2 separate regions of the Zea mays genome follow, and region 1 is linked to region 2. Evidence: chromatin contacts called from public Hi-C data. All regions are on one chromosome and are shown on one strand. Each heading gives the region's core, a stretch centred on a gene start, on an enhancer-like site or on the middle of the called end of the contact. The rest is flanking DNA. Distances are from core to core; before and after follow the strand shown. Region 1 holds the start of LOC100193673 (Adenine nucleotide alpha hydrolase-like superfamily protein). Region 2 holds the start of LOC103627801.

Region 1 (5,186 bases), core at 16-2,515, 290 kb after region 2:
TGATAGGCGGTCTTTCTTCATTTGTTGCCGCGTCTAGTACGAGACAGCGCCTGCCAAGAAAATGTGGTACTGTTGGTCTGTTGCATATGAACCGGTCAGTACCATTGGTGTGTGACTAGACAAGAACTACAGGAGATTTTTTATTTGTGTTTCTTCTATTTTTGTTTTCTCTCTGCTGGCGCTATCGACTAGTATTAGGCTGTTGGGGACAACCGGTCCTTATTTGCAGTTACAACAGATCGTGTAAAATAGCAGATTTATATGTAGAGTGAAGTTTAAAATAAAGGATAAGGCATAGGATATGATACGATACGGTAGCTGTAAGAGACAGACTAACGTATCCTCGGATCAACGGGTATACGCTGTCATCCATACGTACGCACTGAACGCGCCTTTTCCAGGCATGTTTTGCGGTAGTATTTATTTATGCTCACATACTTGCCGAGACAAAGTTGACCAAAGCATAGATATGCAATGCACGACATCTTCGAGATGATCACTGAACACGCAAGCCTTTGCCTGCAGGTGCTAGCCAAGGATCGAGAGGTGGGGAAAAGGTCAGGGTATACGGTTCCATCCCAGCACCAGCTTGCAAACCCATCCCACCGGCCGGCCCGTGGTTTTAGCCTTGGCTAACCTCAGCAGCTACTACTGATCACGAAGCCACGTCGAGATCAACATGACGAACTGATGAACAATGAGGCAAGCCATATTCTGTTAAGAAAGCGAGAGTCTCTAGTTTGGTTTTTTGGATACCTCTCTTCCAGTTGAATTCAATGTGATTGCCCACAGGAAAGAGACCTGGCTGGGCACTGATAGATACCTCACGAACGACTGCTGCCTTCAACAAGTAGACTTGGAGACAGAAAACAGCCGAGACGCTTTACAAATTTGGGAGTCTTGGACCCAGCCACCGCTTCTTGGGCTTTCTAGACAGGTCGAGAGAGAGGCTCGGGGATGTTTACCAGCGCCATGATTAGCATGTGCAGCTGGCAATGCGCTCCCAATCGTCAGAAACCAAACCGACTCGATTACCTTTCGCCTCATCAGGCGAATAAAGCCAACCTAGGCTCCTACGAGTTGGATGCCAATTGGGCGGGATATTTGGCTCGACTCTGACTCCGACTCCGACTCCGACGATCTTTTCAACAACCTCAGAACAGAACCCGAACTCTTCCCAGGAACACCCCTATATATATAGCTGCCTCTGCGCCTCGGCCTTCCTGCACCACCTTCCTTTTCACAGCCTTCGTACACCGGAGAACCCCGCAAGAAACCTGCAGCAGGTCCGCCAGGCATGGCTGCCGAGAAGCGCACCATTGGCATGGGCATGGACTACTCGCCCTCCAGCAAGGCCGCCGCGAGGTGGGCGGTCGACAACCTGATCAAGGCCGGGGACCGTCTCGTCCTCGTCCACGTCCTCCCCAAGGGCGTGGACTCCAGCCACAAGGAGCTCTGGAAGACCACCGGCTCACGTAAGTACAACCATCTGTCGTCGTCTTTCCACTTCTTCTCTCGTCTCCATCGCAAAGATTGTCGGATGACAGCGCCGTTGATTCTGTTCCTCCTTTTTTTTCTCCTGTAATCTGCAGCTTTGATTCCTCTCTCGGAGTTCATGGAGATGAACCTGCAGGCGAGGTACGGGCTCAACCCTGATAAGGAGACACTGGAGATCCTGCGAGCTGTATCCAAGTCCAAGCAGGTAATACTTCAAGGGTTCTGCTCTGCTAGATGGTTAAGCTAGAGGATGAAAACTGTATTGTTGCATAACAACAGAACACATAGTTTGCAACTGATACAATGCAAAGTATTTTTTGTATTGAAAAAAGGCGGCACGATAGCAAGGTGTCCAACAAGAAGGGAAAAAATCCACTCAAATCCTCATATAATCTGTGTTGTCGGAAGTCAGGTCAAACATCATGAAACCATAACCTCAAATTTGATCAAGTTTAGGGTAGCTGGCCAGCCAGGAACAAAAAAATGGACCGAACACTTCCCAACTACTGTATTAAACAACCTGAAGAATTAGTAAGGGTAACTGACCAGCGGACATATGAAAACATACACCCAATAGTTCTCCTGATTTTTATATTTGGGTAAGGCTGGCTAAGGCAACAGCAACAATGTAGAAGGCACTTTTGAAGGTTACCTGCAACCTGCCTTTCATGGATCCAACTATCTACAGAATTATTTAATTTTGAAGGCAAAAAATAAAATAATATTGTATCAAATATACTATTTAGTAAAAATGTTGCTTCTATGTCGGCTTGATCAGGTGGAAGTACTAGCAAAGGTTTACTGGGGCGATGCAAGGGAGAAACTCTGTGAGGCGGTAGATGATCTCAAGGTGGACTCCTTTGTGCTTGGTTGCAGGGGCTTAGGGCCACTGAAAAGGTGAACATTTCTAACCTCTCGTCGGTCAAACTACGAGTGCTTAGTCTTTGGCTAACATAGCTCCCTAATATTTTACATTTCAATGGATCTCAATACAGGGCTCTCCTTGGGAGTGTCAGCAACTATGTAGTCAACAATGCAACATGCCCGGTTACAGTGGTGCGCGGACCAACTGGGTTGAGTGCCTGATCTTTTCTGTTTAATGTGGGGCTTTTGTAGTGCAAGGATCATTTAGTACAACTGGGTTGATGTCGTTTGTGAGGATGGTGTGTTAGCACTTAGCTCTGGTAATTAGCTTCGGTGTTATTACTTGACATCTGTTGTCCAGTTGTGATATCTGTGAATTTCATCTATTAAATCTTATCTACATATATTTATGCTTTTCTTTGTGAAATTATGTAAGAAAATTTCTACATACTATATATATGACTGTGTCACTGGTGAGTCTGTTTTTATCTATGCGCATGACAAGGCTTCCCCTACTAAAGATCAATGATTAATTCATAGGTTTCTGAAGAATGAATGACAACAAATGTAGAGGCTTTTTTTGTACAAGTTATTTTGGTTCTTAACTGGAAGTCAGGAAATAAGTGGACCCTACAGGTTGGCACTTGGTAGCTGCTTTGTTGAGGGCCCTAAAGACCTACTGACATGCAGGTTTTTATAGAATAAAGCTATTTGGCAGAAATGACACACAAACCTCCACATAAAAAATATTTATTTCCAAATGGCAGAAAGATGTGCTTTATTCTTAAATTGCATCAGTGTTCTATACAATGTGAACCATCTATTCTGCATTTTCTTGCACAAATTTAAGAGTAATAACTCTGTAATGGATACAATGTTTGCAAGAATGAGCCATCATGGAATCACATGGACCGTACTGATCAGAACATCTTACCAGTGCCATCTTTGCGTGGAACAGAATCTTCAAGATCCATTCTGCGCCAGCTCCCAGCCAAAGATGACAACTGGTCAGCCTTATCATACAACCCAAGAAGACCACCTGTGTGGATAAACAGAACTTTTCGACCTTTCCATTTGGCTGGATTGCCAGCCATGTCTTTTAGCAAACCATAAACCGCCTTCCCACTGCATTAAAATGAAGCATGCATTTTTATTCAGTTTATGACTAGCAAAGACCAAAACATAGATCCGCGTGCCAAATCTATTTCATTGATTCAGACATAGGTTGCACCTGTAGACTGGATCAAGGACAATGCCTGTTGATGCAGCTATGTCTTTGACAAACTTAAGCTCCTCAGCTGTGTTCATGGCATAGCCTAACCCCTTAGCCTGTCAAGGAGAAGTTGAAGAGAATGCCAAATGCTAATGTACTGATCAAAAAAATTTATTATGAAATGTAGTTAATATATGTAAAAACAAGTTGAGACAAGCCACTGCAGATGAACCTTTTGGAGTTAGCACACCAAAATGATTTACTATAAATAATGAAAATTCTGAACTGCACTTACATTTTCCATGCTAACTATATCATGTGAATCGAAACCAGAATTAAGTCCATCAATCAGGCCTTGGACATAGTCATAGAAGTATTCAGGGTCATCACAAACAGAGAATGCATGAACCTATCCAGCAAGAGGATATTACTCGGAAAGTTCAGTGTCAGATAATATAACAGACAAGGGTAGATCATACTTTTGTATTTAAGCTGCTCAATCTGGATCCTAAAGCAAGGCCAGCAATGGTTCCACCACTGCATGAAGTTAAATATTGTCCGACTATAAAGCAATGTCTTGCAACTTTCAGAATCTAGGCATGACACAACAAGAACTGTACACACAAAATTACCCATAAGAAGTATACCTGCCACATGCAACAACAATATCATCAAACTGAACATCAGAAGATTGCTGAATTTGCTGCTCAATCTCCCTTATTGCCTCAATATATCCCCTGAACAGTAAGATTTATAAAGATCAGGCTGCACTTTCTAAACTGAATTAATTTGTTTAAAAAAACTGACACAGCATGTGCCAGACTATTTGAAGTCCAACGCTTTACAGCACGTAATCTTGAATTCTTATTATTTTATTAACTCTGACTCAAGGCCCATAATAAATTATGTAATATTTACACACATGGGAAATTCTTACATTCCACTAGCTAGCCAGTATACTGCACCACACCAATATTGAAATGTCTTATACGTTATCACATGATTCAACATCTAATCTATACATATCCAGGGGCAGGGCTAGGATATTTTTAGGGGGTGCAAATACCCCCCCCCCCCCCAAAAAAAACAATTCTATAGATTTACTTAAATTTTCACCATATATGCATCCCTAGAAAAAATATTATGCGCCCACAAGGCCAAATGCACCCTCGTCAATTGTGCTCTAGCTTCGCCGTTGTACATATCCAGTTGTAGCTTAAAGGCCAACAAATATTTACAGCGAAATGACAACAGACACCATTCACGGATACTAACCCCTGAGGTAACTTCAGATTATTTATAAACACCAAAATGAAATATGAAACCATTAGTTGCCCTTGGCAGTTAGCACTGAGTATAGAATAATACCAAGTTCCCAATGAGTTTGATCCACCAACAGGAATCACATACGGCTTCCTCCCTTCTTCCAGAAGCCTTTTTTTCAGCAGGTCAGCTAAAGCCTACACCAAATAAGTCCATATAATATGGTTCAAAATTCCCTAGTCCAAAAAAAACTAGGGCAAGTATCAGCGCACAGTGGCACAAAGCACCGTTTTTATTTACTTAAGTAGAAGCTACTTGATTGGTTCTCTAGAGAAGTGCCTAATCATGC
Region 2 (5,560 bases), core at 1,676-4,175:
GTTTTGGCGAGGCCACAATTTCTGTGTATGATTCTTCAGTCGAACTACTTCCATCATCTGATTTTGTTATTTTTCTTCTCTTGTAAGGTCCAGAGCAAGGAGGTGTAGTGTAAGATGAGTCTGTGAAACCTGATGACTCTCTGATGATTTGAACATGGCTAGAATCATCACTATCACTTGGTAAATTCTCACTATCCCATTCAGGTGTTAAGAAATCATTTTGAGCATCATAAAATATATCTCCTGTACATCAAGGATATAAGTCCTTTGTACTACCAGCAATGAAGAAGATAAAAGAGAAAGGGTTACTATTGGTGCTTTTACCGTTAGAAGAGATGTTGGTCAAATAATCCTGTAGGAGCTGACATTCAAAAGGATTTCCAGAGAACCAAGAAGCGATCAATGTTGAAGCTTGTTTGACACTATCAAACTCCCATCTCTTCATTATTTTAGACTCCACAACCATTGATGTATCCGTCTACAATGATAGTAAAAGAAATAAGTTTGTGGCTTTGTGCTATCAATTTAAAGTCATCAATATGATCTCTCTAAACACTACCTGAAGTTCATTCAAATAATTGATGCCACGCACATCAGCCCAGTCTACCTCAAAAATGATAAAACCATATAAAGTCTGATGAAGCTCCCTGTTCAGTATGCGGGCATCCTTCAACTTATTTACTTGAAGCTTCTTTTCCCGCATAGCGTCGTCGATCAAGGAATACCATCTGGAAGATTTATTCTGTAAATGGGGAGCAGATACTGAGCTTGTTGAGTACACAAGCTTTTCATCAGTTTCATCCCTCCTTCTCCTAGCCCTAGAGTTGGCGAAAGGGGAAAACCTTGACTGGAGCAAAAAAAAAAACAGCAAGAATCAGTTTGTTAGCATCACAGTGAAACTTAAGCAAGAAAGAGATACTGCCATAGGTGTGCATAAAGCAGCGAGAACAACAGACCTTAGTAACCATCAATTGCCATAGATGAGCAGGTTTTGTATCCTGATCTAGCAACCATGGGCGATTGTCGAGCAATATAAGGAACTTCTTGGTATGAGGGCACAAAAATATTGTCAGTTCTGCAAGATATGACTGTAAATCTCTGCGTTTAAAATGAAAGAAAACCTTGTTTAGTTCCCTACTCATAATAAATAGAAATGATTTAATATAATTTACAAAGAATGTCAGGTTATCAGATCAATGTAAAAAATCATGCCCACCCTAAAAAGCATATTCCACCTTACATGAGCTGTAACAGATGACAAGAATAAACATTGAGATGTCAAAACCCAGAAACTAAATAGACAAAACCATGGAACTGAAAGTGCAAAATGCTCACCAGCACAGCACTAATTCTCGTTTGCAAATACCAGCTCCGGGAAAAAACATATCAGAAATTCAGCTGTTAACATATAATATTGAACTGCTTAGTTTTTAGCTTTTCTTTCATTTCGTCTGTGGACGCTGAAGTCCAAATGTGAGCGAAAAACTGAAAACACAGCACCTCAGAAACTAATATAGGCACACAACATATATACTGATCAGTTCACAGGACGGAAGGACACACGCAGCAGAAGCCTGGGCAGTTTTTGCTGGGACCACCGGACAGAATGCAGATTTTACTATCACTACCGGCGGTCGAACAAAGTCCATGTTGTACAAGTTGGGAGAAACGCTATGAGTGGCAAAAATGAAAAATGGTTCCAGTGCATGGCAATTCTGAATTTCTGACCATTTGTCGCTTCAACTAACAATATTTCCAACCGTGGGTTTCCTTTCCATTTGGCGACCACGCAACGCAAGTGTACCTCCCGAAACATCTACACAAGCGAATAAAAATTGCCCATTCCCCGTTTTGTGACAATTCCTGTCACTTTCCCAAAAACAGTATGTTGGAATTATCTTCTGCAGGCGGCACAAAAGCAAGCAATTCACTTCTTTGAGGCAAACGGGCTCATGCCAGTTTCCCTGCAAGAACTAGTGGTAAACTGTACACAAGAAAAAGGGGAAATGTTTTGAATTTGCACATCTATATCACTCGCCGAACATCTCTCATCCGCATAAACAACAAATCAGCATCAAAACCACATCGCATTGCAATCTTAACGACCTCACAAACAGTAAAACAACGCAATTCGCAACAGGAAAAAAAAAGAGCGCCAAAAGCATTCTGCTCCATTACTCCAGTGAGCGAGCACCAGCACCTCGCCGGCAAGCTGGCAACCAGAGGCCGGCAGTCTTATTGTGGGCAAAGAACCAACAATCGCGTGACAAAATCCGAGCACAAGAGAGAGAATTCCCCGAAAAACGTACCCGATTTGCAAGCTGGTGAGCGGGAAGAAATGCCTATTCTCGCCGGCCCGCACCATCTCGCCGCAGCAGCCTAGCTGAGAAACGGCAAGTTCTTGCATCAAACGGCAGATCAGACGCTGGAGTCCCCCAAATCCGGGTGCGAATATGGTGGAATCGGAGAGGCTTCCTCCTCAAGTACCTTCCTCGAGGTCAGCTCTGTGCTCCCATGGCGTTGTGCTTATCCGCAAGCCAGGGTGGTCAGGTACCACAGCCCGGAGTTAATGCCCGCGCGCGGGCGGTAAAGACACCGCCCGCCCGCCTCCCTTTTTCCCCACGCGGCACCAGATCGTCAATGGCTTCCCAGTTTCAACACGCCGCCGCCGCCACCGCGCGGCTGCCACGCGATGTGGAGCTCCGCCCGTGCCAGGGAGGAGGGCGGTGACCGGATCGCGGCGAGGCGCGGTGCCCTCCGCGGGAGAAGGCAGGCAGGCAGGCAGCCAACCAACCAACGGCGGGCGCGGGGGTGCGGGCCGTGGCAGCCCGCCTACCCTTTTGCTTTGGGTAACTTCTTCTGCGGTCTGCGCCCGAGACAGTTCGGATATTTAGCTGCTGATGACATGTGGGGACGATGCTTTCCCGGACCCCACTCGTCAGGCATCTCGCACTTTGTTCAACGCGGTGGCGCGTTCGGCGCGGGCGATAGCTGACGGCGCAAATGTCGACGTACCGGCACCGCGTGGCCGCGTTACTGATGGTGGGGCCCAGCTGGCGGTTTGTGTGCTTGCCCCACAAGGCAGCGTGATGCGCCTCCGCGGCTGTCGTCATCTCGTTTGGCACATCTGCTTGCCGCGCGTCAAAGCAAAGGTAGCACGACGAGCGCTTCCAGTTTCTCCCTGACGCGTGGGTTCTGGTTCTGTGGGACCACGCTCCAGTGGAAGGAGCTAGAGAAGTGAGGCGAAACTTGCGTGACCAGGCTGGGATCGTCTGCGCAAGTTCTGACGTGCGCCGTGGCCCGTGGGATGGGCCTCCGAGAATCCGAGATGGCGTTTCGGCCCGAGCGCGAAAGGAGTGCGGTGTTCGGACAGAAGCGCGGAGGTGCGGAATACCATGGGGACACGCAAGCAAACGAACGGCGTGCGCGTGACGCCTCGTGGCTCGAGCCGAGCGACAGGCAACGGAATTGTTGCTTTGCAGACCATATTGATTTTTGGCAGGCACTCTGCTAGGGAGTACTCGGTGGTACAATAAGTGCACTAGACTTTAGTTTTTCTTTCGAAAATAAATGTACCTATACCTATATATACGAATCACACAACTTGATTATAGTTGTGTTTTTCGTAGTTTTTTCTTTTTTCTCAAATACAATAAATATATGTATATTTTCACACTAATATGATTTTTACTAAATTATTAAAGGTCACTTATTATTAGACAAAGGAAGTAAAATTGATCGTAAGCTAGTCATATTACAACTCGCACAGTATGGAAATAAATACCTAGGAATGGATCCGGATGTCAGCCAAATATGATATAAAATATGTTATATAAACGTATATCCTTGTTTTTAGTATCGAGCTTATTAAGATTCATAAAACTTAAACCTTAAATTCGTTTTATATATTATTTAAATAATTGATATAAAATTTAGATGCAGATAGATTCAGATGTTCAGATATATTCAGATGCCCGTTCACCTTCTCCGTTGTATGGAGAAAATAATGCAAAAAATGTATAAAAAATATTCTTGTCTTCAACCTATGACCAAATTTATGCACATCTATGTTAAAGTATTAAATTTTTTATATAATTCGAATATTTAGGATTCATCCTATAAAGACAGCACATAAAGGGTTTTGCAATTTTCTGATGGCAAAGGCCAATCCAACAAGTGAAGGATCACATGCTTCCCTAACCTTTGTTTCACAATTAAGGGTCTGTTTGGCAAAGCTCCAGCTCCTGCTTCTTTAGCTCTAGATCTTGATCCTCGTGAGGAGCTGATCCTCCTGATTCTCCTAGAGAATCAGAATCATTTTTAAAACCGTTTGGCAAGTAAACTGATTCTTGTCTGCTGAGAGTTGGTAGTCTGTGACAATTGTCTGTTGTACCCTTTGCAGTTCAACTTTGTTACAAACCAATAAGTAGGATGCATATACGGAAAAAAATTATGAAACAATAACATATAAAATATTCCCATCATAGTAGTGCATAAAATGGTCTCAAATGTTTAATCCATAAATTGGCTCGTTATGTTTTTGTCCAATAGCAATTGCGGGTAATTTCGATCAAACTTTAAGTGGAAGTCCATATTTGGTTGGTTGAGGAGCTGTTTTAAGGGAAGGTGGAGCAGGTTTTTCTAGATCCCACATTTCTTCACAAAAACGACTCCCAATCTTTTAGTTCCACACGAGAATCAGTTTAAAAAAATACCCGTTTGGCACGGCTCCTCCAGATTCTCGCTTAGAATCAGGAGCTGGAGCTGTGCCAAACGGGCCCTAAGTTTGACAATAATATTTGTGGGAATGCATAGAAGCATATGAGAAGGTTAAGATTACTTTTGACAACAATACTTTATTGATTTATTTACTTAATTATCTTTTTTGCGATAAACTATATATACTTAACTAAACATAAACCATTTAAATATTTTGTTTGGATGGAGTAGCTAAAAAGGTGGATGAATTAGAGCTACAACGTTCCCGTTTTCTTAAGGATTTTACATAATCCGTTCGTGCAAATCTTACCGCGATCGTGATCATGACTGCAGAAAAAAGAATCAAGTGGCTTACCGAGGTCCGGACTGGCATGTTAGTACTGTTTTGGTCTCTGCTGCGAAAAGGAGGAAATGATTGAGCCCTAGGCCCTAGCTTTGCATTCTCCACATGGCGTATCCTTGGTCAAATCCAAAAGCATATCCGGCGTGTACCACGGGGATATGCCGACACTGCCGCTGCCAGATTGGGCTGGATCAGAGGTGAAGAACAAATGCCTTGCTGGATCGATGGGCCGTAGGCCACATAATCAATCCGTTTCCTACTACGGGCAACGCGGGCCCAAATAAATCACGCTGGTCCATTACTGGAGAAAGCACAGCACAGCACAGCACAGCCCAATAAAGTATCGACCCGCTGCAGGTGGGGAAGGAGGAGCGAATTTCATTAGGCCTTGTGTCGGATTGTACCCGGAATCGTTCCAACTAATAAAAATTTATATAAATTAGAGAAACAATCCGGTCAAGAATTGTTCTGATCCACCGATCCGACGCAAACGAACAA

Evidence for each region. A called contact is a pair of places that touch in the nucleus more often than the background predicts.
Region 1: a Hi-C map of ear shows a contact between it and region 2, with 2.5 times the contacts expected there. The contact joins the promoter of LOC100193673 here to the promoter of LOC103627801 in region 2. A contact is called at or near these places in 2 of 25 Hi-C or Micro-C datasets (ear and tassel).

The regions. Positions count from the first base shown.
Region 1 is chr5:219,598,982-219,604,167 of Zm-B73-REFERENCE-NAM-5.0, forward strand. It overlaps LOC100193673 (Adenine nucleotide alpha hydrolase-like superfamily protein), which reads left to right and starts at 1,266. Exons shown (of 4, transcript NM_001138766.1): 1 at 1,266-1,475; 2 at 1,593-1,702; 3 at 2,276-2,394; 4 at 2,493-2,808. The coding sequence starts at 1,298. The coding sequence ends at 2,583. It overlaps LOC100191348, which reads right to left. Exons shown (of 10, transcript NM_001136782.1): 5 at 4,943-5,034; 6 at 4,222-4,311; 7 at 4,054-4,111; 8 at 3,870-3,983; 9 at 3,593-3,690; 10 at 3,084-3,486. The coding sequence ends at 3,282.
Region 2 is chr5:219,304,606-219,310,165 of Zm-B73-REFERENCE-NAM-5.0, forward strand. LOC103627801 reads right to left here and starts at 2,926. Exons shown (of 9, transcript XM_008648104.3): 1 at 2,310-2,926; 2 at 957-1,098; 3 at 560-847; 4 at 325-478; 5 at 1-243. The coding sequence starts at 2,407. It also overlaps a transcript of LOC100283323 not described here.